Linked DNA regions of Mus musculus: regions 2 and 3 are each linked to region 1. A link is a contact called in public HiChIP or PLAC-seq and promoter capture Hi-C data. All regions are on one chromosome and are shown on one strand. The core of a region is the stretch at or near the end of the contact, and the rest is flanking DNA. Distances in the headings are between cores, read along the strand shown. Region 1 overlaps Dnm3 (dynamin 3). Region 2 holds the start of 2810442N19Rik (RIKEN cDNA 2810442N19 gene). Region 3 overlaps Dnm3 (dynamin 3).

Evidence for each region. HiChIP or PLAC-seq counts read pairs in DNA pulled down with a chosen protein or histone mark. Capture Hi-C pulls out chosen DNA fragments and counts their contacts.
Region 2: an H3K27ac HiChIP or PLAC-seq map of embryonic fibroblasts shows a contact between it and region 1, with 36 read pairs. The contact joins the promoter of 2810442N19Rik here to the enhancer-like site in region 1. A contact is called at or near these places in 13 of 39 promoter capture datasets (the 3T3-L1 cell line, the C10 cell line, the HPC-7 cell line and 9 more), 2 of 15 datasets of contacts at CTCF or cohesin (the NIH/3T3 cell line and pro-B cells), 19 of 484 Hi-C or Micro-C datasets (the 3T3-L1 cell line, 3T3-L1-derived adipocytes, the C2C12 cell line and 10 more), 11 of 115 datasets of contacts at active chromatin or transcription factors (the HPC-7 cell line, the NIH/3T3 cell line, bone marrow-derived dendritic cells and 8 more) and 2 of 9 other capture datasets (adipose tissue and liver).
Region 3: a promoter capture Hi-C map of adipose tissue shows a contact between it and region 1. The contact joins two enhancer-like sites. A contact is called at or near these places in 3 of 39 promoter capture datasets (the 3T3-L1 cell line, hippocampal neurons and liver), 3 of 15 datasets of contacts at CTCF or cohesin (CD8 T cells, the NIH/3T3 cell line and large pre-B cells), 12 of 484 Hi-C or Micro-C datasets (the 3T3-L1 cell line, CD4 T cells, bone marrow-derived dendritic cells and 6 more), 2 of 115 datasets of contacts at active chromatin or transcription factors (the NIH/3T3 cell line and fibro-adipogenic progenitors) and 3 of 9 other capture datasets (adipose tissue, liver and pancreatic islet).

Annotation. Positions count from the first base shown.
Region 1 is chr1:162,131,435-162,134,560 of GRCm38.p6, reverse strand. It overlaps Dnm3 (dynamin 3), which reads left to right. Exons shown (of 21, transcript NM_001038619.2): 15 at 1-104. Among named protein-coding and RNA genes, the nearest start is that of Dnm3os, 85 kb to the left of the region's middle. Within about 2 kb of position 1,455, at least 65 of the 459 cell types and tissues checked have an H3K27ac peak or open chromatin away from gene starts, as enhancers often do. A contact at or near this core is called in the C2C12 cell line, the NIH/3T3 cell line, the SN4741 cell line and 10 more, where this site is marked.
Region 2 is chr1:162,003,616-162,007,033 of GRCm38.p6, reverse strand. 2810442N19Rik (RIKEN cDNA 2810442N19 gene) reads right to left here and starts at 2,065. Exons shown (of 3, transcript NR_040562.1): 1 at 1,700-2,065; 2 at 1,212-1,598. All of the region lies in intron 20 of Dnm3 (dynamin 3), which reads left to right.
Region 3 is chr1:162,311,709-162,315,216 of GRCm38.p6, reverse strand. It overlaps Dnm3 (dynamin 3), which reads left to right. Exons shown (of 21, transcript NM_001038619.2): 8 at 1,521-1,656. Among named protein-coding and RNA genes, the nearest start is that of Gm39688, 67 kb to the left of the region's middle. Within about 2 kb of position 1,401, at least 75 of the 459 cell types and tissues checked have an H3K27ac peak or open chromatin away from gene starts, as enhancers often do. A contact at or near this core is called in the NIH/3T3 cell line, adipose tissue, pancreatic cancer cells and 1 more, where this site is marked.

The DNA of each region.
Region 1 (3,126 bases), core at 206-2,705:
GAAAAGAAATATATGCTTCCCCTGGACAACCTGAAGGTCCGGGATGTGGAGAAGGGCTTCATGTCCAGCAAGCACGTCTTCGCACTCTTCAACACCGAGCAAAGGTAAGACAGTGCAGCAGCTTTTATGTTAAGAGGTTTCCTCAGACTTTTTTTTTTTTTTTTTTCCAATCGGGATTTCAGGTACCTCAGACTAGCCTGGAATTCATTCTATAGCCAAAGCTGGCCTTGAACTCTTAATCTGCCTACCTCTACCTCCCGAGTGTTGGTATTACAGGCAAGTGCCACTACACTGGCTTTCCTTAGACTTTGTTTTCTATTTTTAACATCCACCATGGGTTATGGCTTCAAAAGTCCCAAACACAAGAGGCAGAAAGATCGTCAAATCCTAGTTTATTTCCTGGTTTCTCAGCAGACACTAAAATCTTGCCAAATCTTTCTTAAAACTACATTTTACTACCTATGGTCCACCATATCAGGGTTTACACTTTACAAACTTACAAATCCTCACTTTTGGGGGTGGGGTTGGGGGGAAATAAACCAACCCCACAGAGGGTTAAAACGATGGAAGGCGTGGGTGACCATTTTGTAAGGTAGGAAGCACTTTCTCCAAGTTCTTTTGACTTTCTTAAGATCACACAGTTCAGACAGACCTCTCACCCTAGAGGTAGAGGGTGCATAGGAACTTTGACCTGCTCCCCTTCCTTGCATATTCCTCATGACACTTTTCTAATCTCTCCCATCATTGCTGCTGGAGAGCATCAGGACTTAAGTGCCTACCACTGACTATCACCAGGAGCTGTGGTTGTTCACTAAAATTAATCAGTGGAATTGAACAAATGATACATGGAATTGCACTAAAGTCAGACAAATAGAATGAAGGGGTTGTCTCCATTTTTCTTCAATTGGAAATGTTATAGGAAAAAAATCTAATTTGTGTAAATTAAGGAGAAGTGAGTCATTAGGTAGCAGGTCTAATTTTAACCCAGGTTCACAGGCTACATTGTATCTTGATTTAGCAATGAATGAAGAAGTTACTTGATTAGGTTCAGTGAGGAGCCCAGGGTCAATCAGACAGTTAATGAAAACAGCAAAAGCCTTCTTCCTACATTCCCAGTCAGTTGCTCAGAGTGACTCAGAATACAAAAATACTTGGAAAAACCACAAGAACAAGCCATTTAAAGAATCAAGGGGAAAGAAAATTAAATACCACTCTACAATAAAATATTGAAATGGAATTTCCCCCACTGTGGAGGACATGGTGTTATTTGAAAGTCCACTGTGCAGAAGAAAACAAAACAAAGCAAAATAGCAACAAACGCCAAATAGACAAACACCACTGAAAATGATAACGAATGAAAAGACTGGTCAGAGCAGTCACGATCCTCTGGGGCCGAGCTCAGTGCTCTTCTGGGCTCTTCTTGGGTCCTGAAGAATCTGATGATGGGGTGTGCTCTGTGGGAATTCTGTCATACCGGAAGTTCAATAAATGCTACCGCTCCGCCCACCCGCAAGGTTCAGTTGTTATTAAAGGGCTTCAAACAGGAAAAAAATAGAACCATGGGTATTAGAGAGTACAAGAGTCACCAAAGTAAGAATATTCTAGGTTTTGGAAAATCTAGATCTTCTGTCTTCTGGAAACCTTGAACTCTAAAACGATCGTGAGTTCTGTTACTTCTGCAGAGACCTCTGCCAGAACACAGACACGCCCAAACACTATATTTGCTGTCAGCTTTTGCTTTTAAATCTTAAGCCCTTTGAATGGTTTTTGTGCTGTCTGAGTCTGCCAGGACAGTGCCAATCATAAGCAGGCATTCTCATTCTGTTTCTGATTTCAAAGAGAATAATTTGAAAAGGTTTTTGAAAAACACTTGATATCCTTTAAGGAACAGAGCATTCTTCCTGTTCCTCGGTATAGAGGATTCAGTGTAAGCTTTCAAACCAAGGCAAATGGATCAATTTTAGCAATACCTTCATCTAGAAGACTATGTGACTTCCCTCCCTCCCCCTATAATCTGCTTGTGTGGTGAAACATGCTGTTAGGTTTTCTAATGGTGAGCCATCCTTGATCTTCTACATTCAAAGTGAAGCACATGTACCATGCACTCTTGCCTTAAAATGATGAGTGTTTTATTGAAGCTTTTGCAATTACATTCATAAGGAATACTGAGCAAGAAATATTCTTTGTGTGCCACCTCTGGTAGCTTTGGGCATCAAGGATCTTAGCCTCATACAATCATATGCCATTAAACCCTAATTGTTCTTTGTAATAATTTTGTTTAAAACTGGGATTAACCTGTAGATGGATGTTTGATGGAAGTCACTGCTAAAATCATCTAGATTTTACATCATCAGGATTTTAGGTGGGTTTTTAAAAATATGTTTATTAAGTCTTAGAGAATTTCATATCAGTGTTTGGTGTATTTTGATCATATTCCCCCTTTTTACCTCCCCCAACTCCTCCCAGATCCATCCGCTACCTCTCCACTTCCTACCAACATTGTATACTTAAAAAAAAAAAAAACCCACCAAGTTTAATTTAGTCTTCCCCTATTCAGATGGGTATGGGGTTATCCTCTGGAGCATAGTCAACCTACCAGATGTCACACTTATAAAAACACCTGGCTGTTCTTCCCCCAAGAAGCCATGAACTGTCAGTAGCTCCTCAGCTGGGGTGGGGGCTAAGGAGCCACCAACACCAAAAGTTGTTTTTGCCAAGTGGATGGTTAACTCTAACTTAATATGTTTATTGTACATTGTAGAGATATTCTATATTTTATATTTTATCTGGACCAGCTTAGGTCAATAACATGTTTTCTAGCAAATTCTCCAATCCATTTATTTTAAAATAAATTACCCCAAGTATCTTACTGTTCTCTTATTTTTAATGTGTCTGAGATTTGGCATCTTTTATCTCTAATATTAAACCTCACCTCTTTTCTCTCCCGGATCACACTTGTCAGAGTTTTGAATTATTTTCAAAGAAACAGCTCTTGGCTTTCTTATTCTTCATTGCATATATTTTTCTACTTCAATAGTCTCCTTTTTATTTCCAGCCATATATCTTCTTGGTGTTTGTGTTGCCAGCCTTCATTTGTATGTGCAGTTCATCAGCTTGTACCCTTAT
Region 2 (3,418 bases), core at 816-3,315, 130 kb after region 1:
GACCCACCCTCGTTCACCATCTCTGATGGTTTCTTTTAAAAATGGCCAAGCCTGGTTCACTCCATTTGGCTTTTGCTTTAGCTCAACCCATCTGACCGAAATCAAAAACTGATCCTTTAAGTGATGTTCTTGTGAGCCTTGCAAGGAAGACAAAGCCCCCATGGTGTGTACATAGGCCCAGGGCAGCACTAAGACTTCACCCAGAGCTCCTCCATGGTGTCTTCCATGGTTTCTTTGACTTACCAGAGCACACTGCTTGCAGAAAGATGTACATGGCCCCTTTCCAAAACAATTGATGCCCTATATTACAAAAGTTAAGGCCCATTGGTTTTCATCATAATTTCGTTTTAAATGTTTGGTCTCTGATTCTGATGGCCTTGCATTGCCTAACCGTAACTCCCAACTCTTTCACACATTTTATTTGTTGTAAGTTACAGTTAGCACAGCATCCTTTCTTTCTATTTGGTGTATAAAGTCTCCTTGTTTTATTTGAGGTTTCTATTCATCTTTGTAAGCAAGTTCCCTAGATTTCAAGCCAGGACAAACCCCAACCCATCATTCTTCTATCTTTGCGTTCCTCACATCAAGGTTTGGTGCCGTGAAGGAGGAAGCTGTCGAGCCTTGAAGTCGAGGGGCTCAGAGTACATGGAAATTAAGCAACCCGTGTGACTAGCCTGGGAGTCATTCCCCTGCGGTCACACACGGAAACATCCTGACTTACCCTCTCCTCTCCTCGACAGCTCTCTAAAACTGTGGTGTTTTTAGCAGCCAAGTGTCATTTGGACAAGTGGTGAAATCACCTTGCGATTTGTGACATCAGCTGTGAGGCAAGCTCTCTGTTCTCCTAACTAGCCAGCCTTCCTTACAGAAAAAAATAAAAATCATACCCAGACAGTCTGGATTGTCAGGGAACTGTTTTTGTTTTTTGTTTTGTTTTTTTTTTCAACAACTAGATTTAAAAGTAAAAAAGAAAAACAAGCTATATTATAGCTCAAAAATATAATTGCTAAAGACAGAACAACTTTAAGCTGTTCTTACAATTCTTACAATCAAGGTATCTCATGAGGCAACCCTTGATATTAGAAATAAATTGGTGCTGAGACCTCCAAATGTAATTAATAATCTGCTGCAGGTTCAACATTAGTTGTCATAAAACTAAAATTTCAAACCACTGTTCTCTAAAGAAAAGTGTCCACTTTAATTAAATATACCTCCAAAGGTGCAATCTATTTACATGACGGTTCTTATTCCAGTATCCTGCTTCAATTCTTATGACAATGTACTAGTCCACTGAAAGGAAGCAATGGCGAATGTCAAAGGTTTTCTTTCACTCTTCAGGTCCTGTTTCCAATATGGTTTAAGTGAAAGTCAAATTATTTTGGGGATTTCCTCCTTGGGCCTAACTAAGGAAGTAGAGTCGACTTTACACAGGCATTTCCACTCGGCCACAGTTCAGATGCCTGGCGGTCTGTTTAGGCAAGGCCCACATACATTACCGGTGTCTCCTCGGGTCAGAACCTGTGAACTCTTTGGTGGTGTGTAGGCAGACTCACGTTTGCCTTTCTCTTTTCATTGGGTCTGAATCTTTCCCACATATCCTATGTGGCAGGAAAGTAAAAGCAAAAAGGGAAATTAGGAAAGATTCCCGTCATGCAAAACGCAAATAACACGAACGCAGACAGGAGACAGCTCCTCCTACCGTACACTGCAGTTAGCCAAGCAGCGGGTGACAGGCCTCCAGTTAAGCAAACACAACTGCTTCCTCCGTGTCTTGTGTCAAGAACAAGTAGCTCTGACATTGTTCCCTTTGGAGATCTTTAGTCGCTAAGCTCCGTCACTGCAGGACAAGCGCTTTTGCATCTCAGGGTGCCCAGTTCTGCCCTGGGGTTCACCTGATTGATAGAGGACAACAGCCAAGACAGAGGCCCTGGCCAGGGACAATGCGTAATTGATTCCGATTATTTTTCCTGTGGCCAGTCAGCAGTAAACTGTCACCAGCTGTAATCCACCGAGTGTCCCTATATACAAGCTGGTGTCAGCTCGGAGAAAAGCGGGGAAATGCTCTACCATGTGTAAATAGACATCCAGACTTGCAGACACACATAGGCTAGCTAGGGCTCAAGTTTCTTTCATTGCCCTTGCTGGGAGGAAAAAGCGATTTTCAAGAAGGCTTCATGCTCAGGCATTCCTGGTCAGAGGGGATATTTTTCCAAGGCCTCGGAGACTCACGGTGTATGAATTGCACCTCTTTCACAGCTAACTTTTATCTCAGCAGTAAACTCTTAAGAAGAGGCTGCTGGAGGCTTCTTTATTTCCCTCTTTTCCTTTCCCCCAACTCACCGGCTACTATGAGAGATTAAAAAGTGAGACTTAGAAAAAAACCTTACACGGCAGACAGGAAGTTTAAACTAAAACTTGTCAGTGGAGCGTCTTGCTCTGTGAATGTGCCTGGGACGCCTAACTGCAGCAGCGGAAGAAAGGAGGGAAGGAGTCAGCTGAGCGCGTGTTGGCTCTGCTGGCTCCTCATGCATTTATCGATGCTTAAACATAGAATTGTTAAGTGCCCGGCGCTGACATTCCTTAGCCTACCCATGCCAAACATACTGGATGCATTGTCTGGGGAAACCTCTGGATCTAAACACGTATTTACACCCTTTAGTTGCCAAATGGTTTCCATCTGGCTCACCAATGCTGTTGCCAGAAGGATATTCCACTTCTGGTCAGGCTAGAGTTGTCAGGGCCAGAGTGGGGGTTTCTGGGAAGGCTCTGAGCCTGAGAGACACTACATGTTTAATGACGCCACATTACTTGAGCATTTACATGTTTAGATCACATGGCAGCACTAGCCCAAAATAGAACTCCAACGCAGGGCAATGTCGAAAGCCATGAGGTATTCAGGGACTCTCTCCACACCACAGCTCCCTCATTCCTTGCATCTGGCTGCTCCTCAGGCTTCAGAGCCACATGATAGGCAAAACCACAAATACCAAATGCTCTAATTTATTTTTAAGCATTCCCACCAAGCACTGAGAAATATCCACTCTTTGTTTTTCAGTCAGAATAATCGGTTCCCATGAATCACATGAACCCATTCCATTCACAGGCCCTGGGGGCGGGGAGCAGGGGTCGGAGCATAATCAAAAGGGAAATTAGCCAACTTCTCCACGTCTCAGCATCAGGGGTAGCGTTGAGCCTCTTGATCCAATTGCCCACACAGGGAGTGATCTAAGCACCAGAAAATGAAACAAGGTATAATGGCTCTCCTCCCTGCTCTTACGGAAACCCCACGAATGCACAGGTCAACATGAGAGTCGCCAATAAGCAGCATCCTTTCTTTGGTGGAAAGGATGACATAGAAGCTGAGAGAGAAGAAAATGAAGACTGAACCAACCTAGATACTCTACCACAAACATATCCA
Region 3 (3,508 bases), core at 152-2,651, 180 kb before region 1:
AACCCACTGTATCCAATCAAATTTTGGCAGTAAAAATATACAGGTTTCAGAAGATCTGAAAATATTTTTCGCTTCGATTTTGAATTTGAAAGTAGTATTTCTAGGATGTCAGAATTAGAATTGCTTAAACCAAGTAATCATCACAAACAGGAATACATTTTTTATTCTCTTTTATTTTCACCAGATGGTTTCAGATAGTTAATTGATTCACAGGACAAATATTTATTAAGCATTTCTTATATGTTGCCCATATGGTGCATGCCCTTGCCTTCCAGGAAGCTGCTGGCATCGAAGCAAGCAGTGGTGATGTGGTCTGATAAATATTTTGTTAGAAAGAGGCTGAAGGAGCAGAAGATCCCTTCATCTGGGCAGTGGTAGATGCTGGTGGGGGCTGAGGACCACCGAGCATCATGGGTTTCTCAGAAGAATTAGTACTGGAGCTGGTTCTTGAGAACAGAAGGAGATTAGCCAGGCAAGGAGTGGAGTCAATGGTGCTGTAAATCCTCAAAGCACGTACACAAATACAGAGACATGGTACGTGTGGGGACTGGGCAGTAGATTCTTTGTGTTTGGATCAGATGGTGCATGTTGCTGAGCAAGAGATCAGCCTCAAGAACAGCCAAGGTCACAGCACAAAGAATCCTACATAATGGGTTAACTCAAACTGCGGGAAAGCACCGAAAAGCAAACCAGCCAGGTTTGTGTGGCTGTGACGGTGTAGGGTCTGACCTGGGCAGAATCCTAGGATCAGGATGGAAACCTACAGGTACCTTGGTAATCCAAGAAGGGGTTGCCAATGGCTGTGCCAAGATAGGGGAATCAACAGACTCCAGACCCAGAAGGAAAGCAGTTTAAGCAGTTCACGTTTTAGGTGTTTTGATCTGAGACAGCTAAAAGAAAATATATGTCCTGCACGTGATTGAATATGCAGGCCAGGATCTCCTATGAATTGTGGCATCTGAAGGTGGGGGAGACTGTGTCTTGATGACTTTCAAAGCTCTGGCCACCCTCAGAGCACACAGTTGTAGGATGAGGAGGACAGACTGAGGGAGAAAAGGCGTCTGCCCTGTGTGTGTGTGGGGGGGGGATGGTTGGGTGAGTAGATGTGTGTGTAGGTGTGCAGCTGTGCTTGTGTGTGGGTTTTTCAGTGGCAGTAGCTGGGAGTGGGCAGGCGTGACATCACCAGAGTGGAGGCTCACTTGACTATTCTACTTAAGATTTATTACATAACTTTTAAAATCCAAGTGTTCCTTAAATACCATTTCAGGTTATAACCACAAATGGATACCACCCATTTAAAGAGAACGATATTTAAAATATTTACTCTAGTTAAAATGTGTAAAATAAATCTCCTGTTCCTTGTCACAGCTGAATGATGTGCAGTGCCAACTCAACCAGTAGGTGTCACTAAGAACACCAGGAAAGGAGTCTAAGCTACACCCTTAGTAAAATCAGGGACAGGAGAGCCCTGTGATGTTAACTAATTTTAACCCGGGTTTATCTCTCTCTCTCAATTCTAGGATGGTCCAACAGTTTGCTGTGGACTTTGAGAAGAGAATCGAAGGGTCAGGAGATCAAGTAGACACCTTAGAGCTCTCTGGCGGTGCTAAGATCAACCGCATTTTCCACGAACGCTTTCCTTTTGAGATAGTGAAGGTTTGTAACTAATGTTCTTTTCTCCCTTTGTCCCACCGCATTCCCTGATCTCCCTTGCAGCTCTCTCGCTGTACTGTGATCTATCACAGGACCAACAGAGTCCTTGGAATCGAATCCTTTGTCCTTGAAATATTCTTTCTGATTTCAGTGAGTTCATAGAGAATACTTCAAGAAACAATACTTCAGTTTTCCATGATATCTATCCATTGTCTAATTTAAAATATTTCTGAGACTCCCCTATGGACCAAAGTCTCAGTGACCAAGAAAGAAAGGGGTTGAATTTATCTAGTAAGGACAATGAAAAAAGTAGATAACATAAGAAAAATTCAAGTGTTATTATGGTGACATGATACAGATTTCTTTCCATGGGATATTTAGATAGGCTCCCTCTGGGTGACGAAGGGCATTATTATCCATGACCAGCCTGGCACAAAGACATCAGTGTTATGAAAAGTCCTGGGAAGAGGCTCGCTTAGGGATGAAGCTGTGCATCCAGGACTTTCCTGGCTGCAGTTGTTCACCATTTACAATGGAAAGCAACAGGAGGACTTTACACAGGGGTTTGTTATCTAGTTGGGCTGATCATCTCCAAAGAGAACTGTGCCTGCTGGATCACCAAGGGGCAAGCAGTAGATGTGGTAAAGAAGGGGAGGGGCCCAACCAGAGATGGATGGACCACATTTTCTGCCTGAAGCTTCTGCAATCGCAGGAGTCCCTTAGAGACAAAGAAAGCAAAATTACAAACACATGGTTGGGCACATGGTCTTGGAAGGGATCTTGTGCAAGGAGGAAGCTCTGAAATGTACATTCTCAGTCAAAATGATGTAAGGAGAAAGAATGGAGGGAAACGGAGGACTGTGGGAGTTTAGGGGTAAAGTTGACAGGCTGGGATTGATTCAAGAGACAGAAACCAGAGGTTGAAAATCCCTCCCCAAGGTTTGTCTTTTGCCATTGAGTGAATGATGGTGCCCATCAGATGGGGAAACTGATGGAAAGTATCAGTGGGTAGGAAGGATCGAGAGCTGTTTGCGTTTGGTGGGGGTGGGGGGGTTGCTCAGTACAGCAGCTGAGTAGCTTAGGGACTGTGCCACTTTTTCAATATGAGGAGGCGAATGTTTATGTATTGGTGTGGGAAGAAGGTGGATAAATAGATCATTTTATTAAAATGTGCTAAGCAAAGTGACAAACTTTAGCATAGGGCGCCATGGAAACACTGCCCACAGACATGAATCCCAGCCCAAGGATGCGAGGGAGCCAGCCGTCTGAGCTGAGTTTGGAAGGATAGTCAGATAAGCAGGAAGAGGTGGGAAAGGGAGCACAAATGTTGACCACACAAAGGAAGGGATGACAAAGACTCTGAACCCTGAAGCCACAGGATACGATAGAAGCTTAGGGCAAGCTGTTACTCTGAGATGCAGAGAGCATAAAGGAGGAAATGGACAGCGAGCGAGGCTGGAACGGCTGCATCCCTGTCAAACTGAATCCGGTGCTCTTTGGATGTGCCTTTCGGGACTAAGTTCTATGGCACTTTGATCCTACTTCCAAGTAGATTTGTAGTGCCTAGGACGTCTGGGAAATATTTATATAGCAATGCATCCTGTGTTGGCTTCATAAGGTATTATTAATTTCCTCTTATAAAGAGGTCTTATGGTCAGGTGCTTAAAATGGTCAGAAAGAAAAGACAGCTGTGTTGTGGCCACCCATCAGAAAATACTCTCATTTATGCATTCTCCTGTGGCCTCCACTTTAGTACATTCAGCAAAAAATAATTCTGTGTTTCAAATGAGTGGCTGGGTTTATGTCCAGGAGATATTCCTTATGCACAGCACTCCCCATATGTAACAGAGTTAAC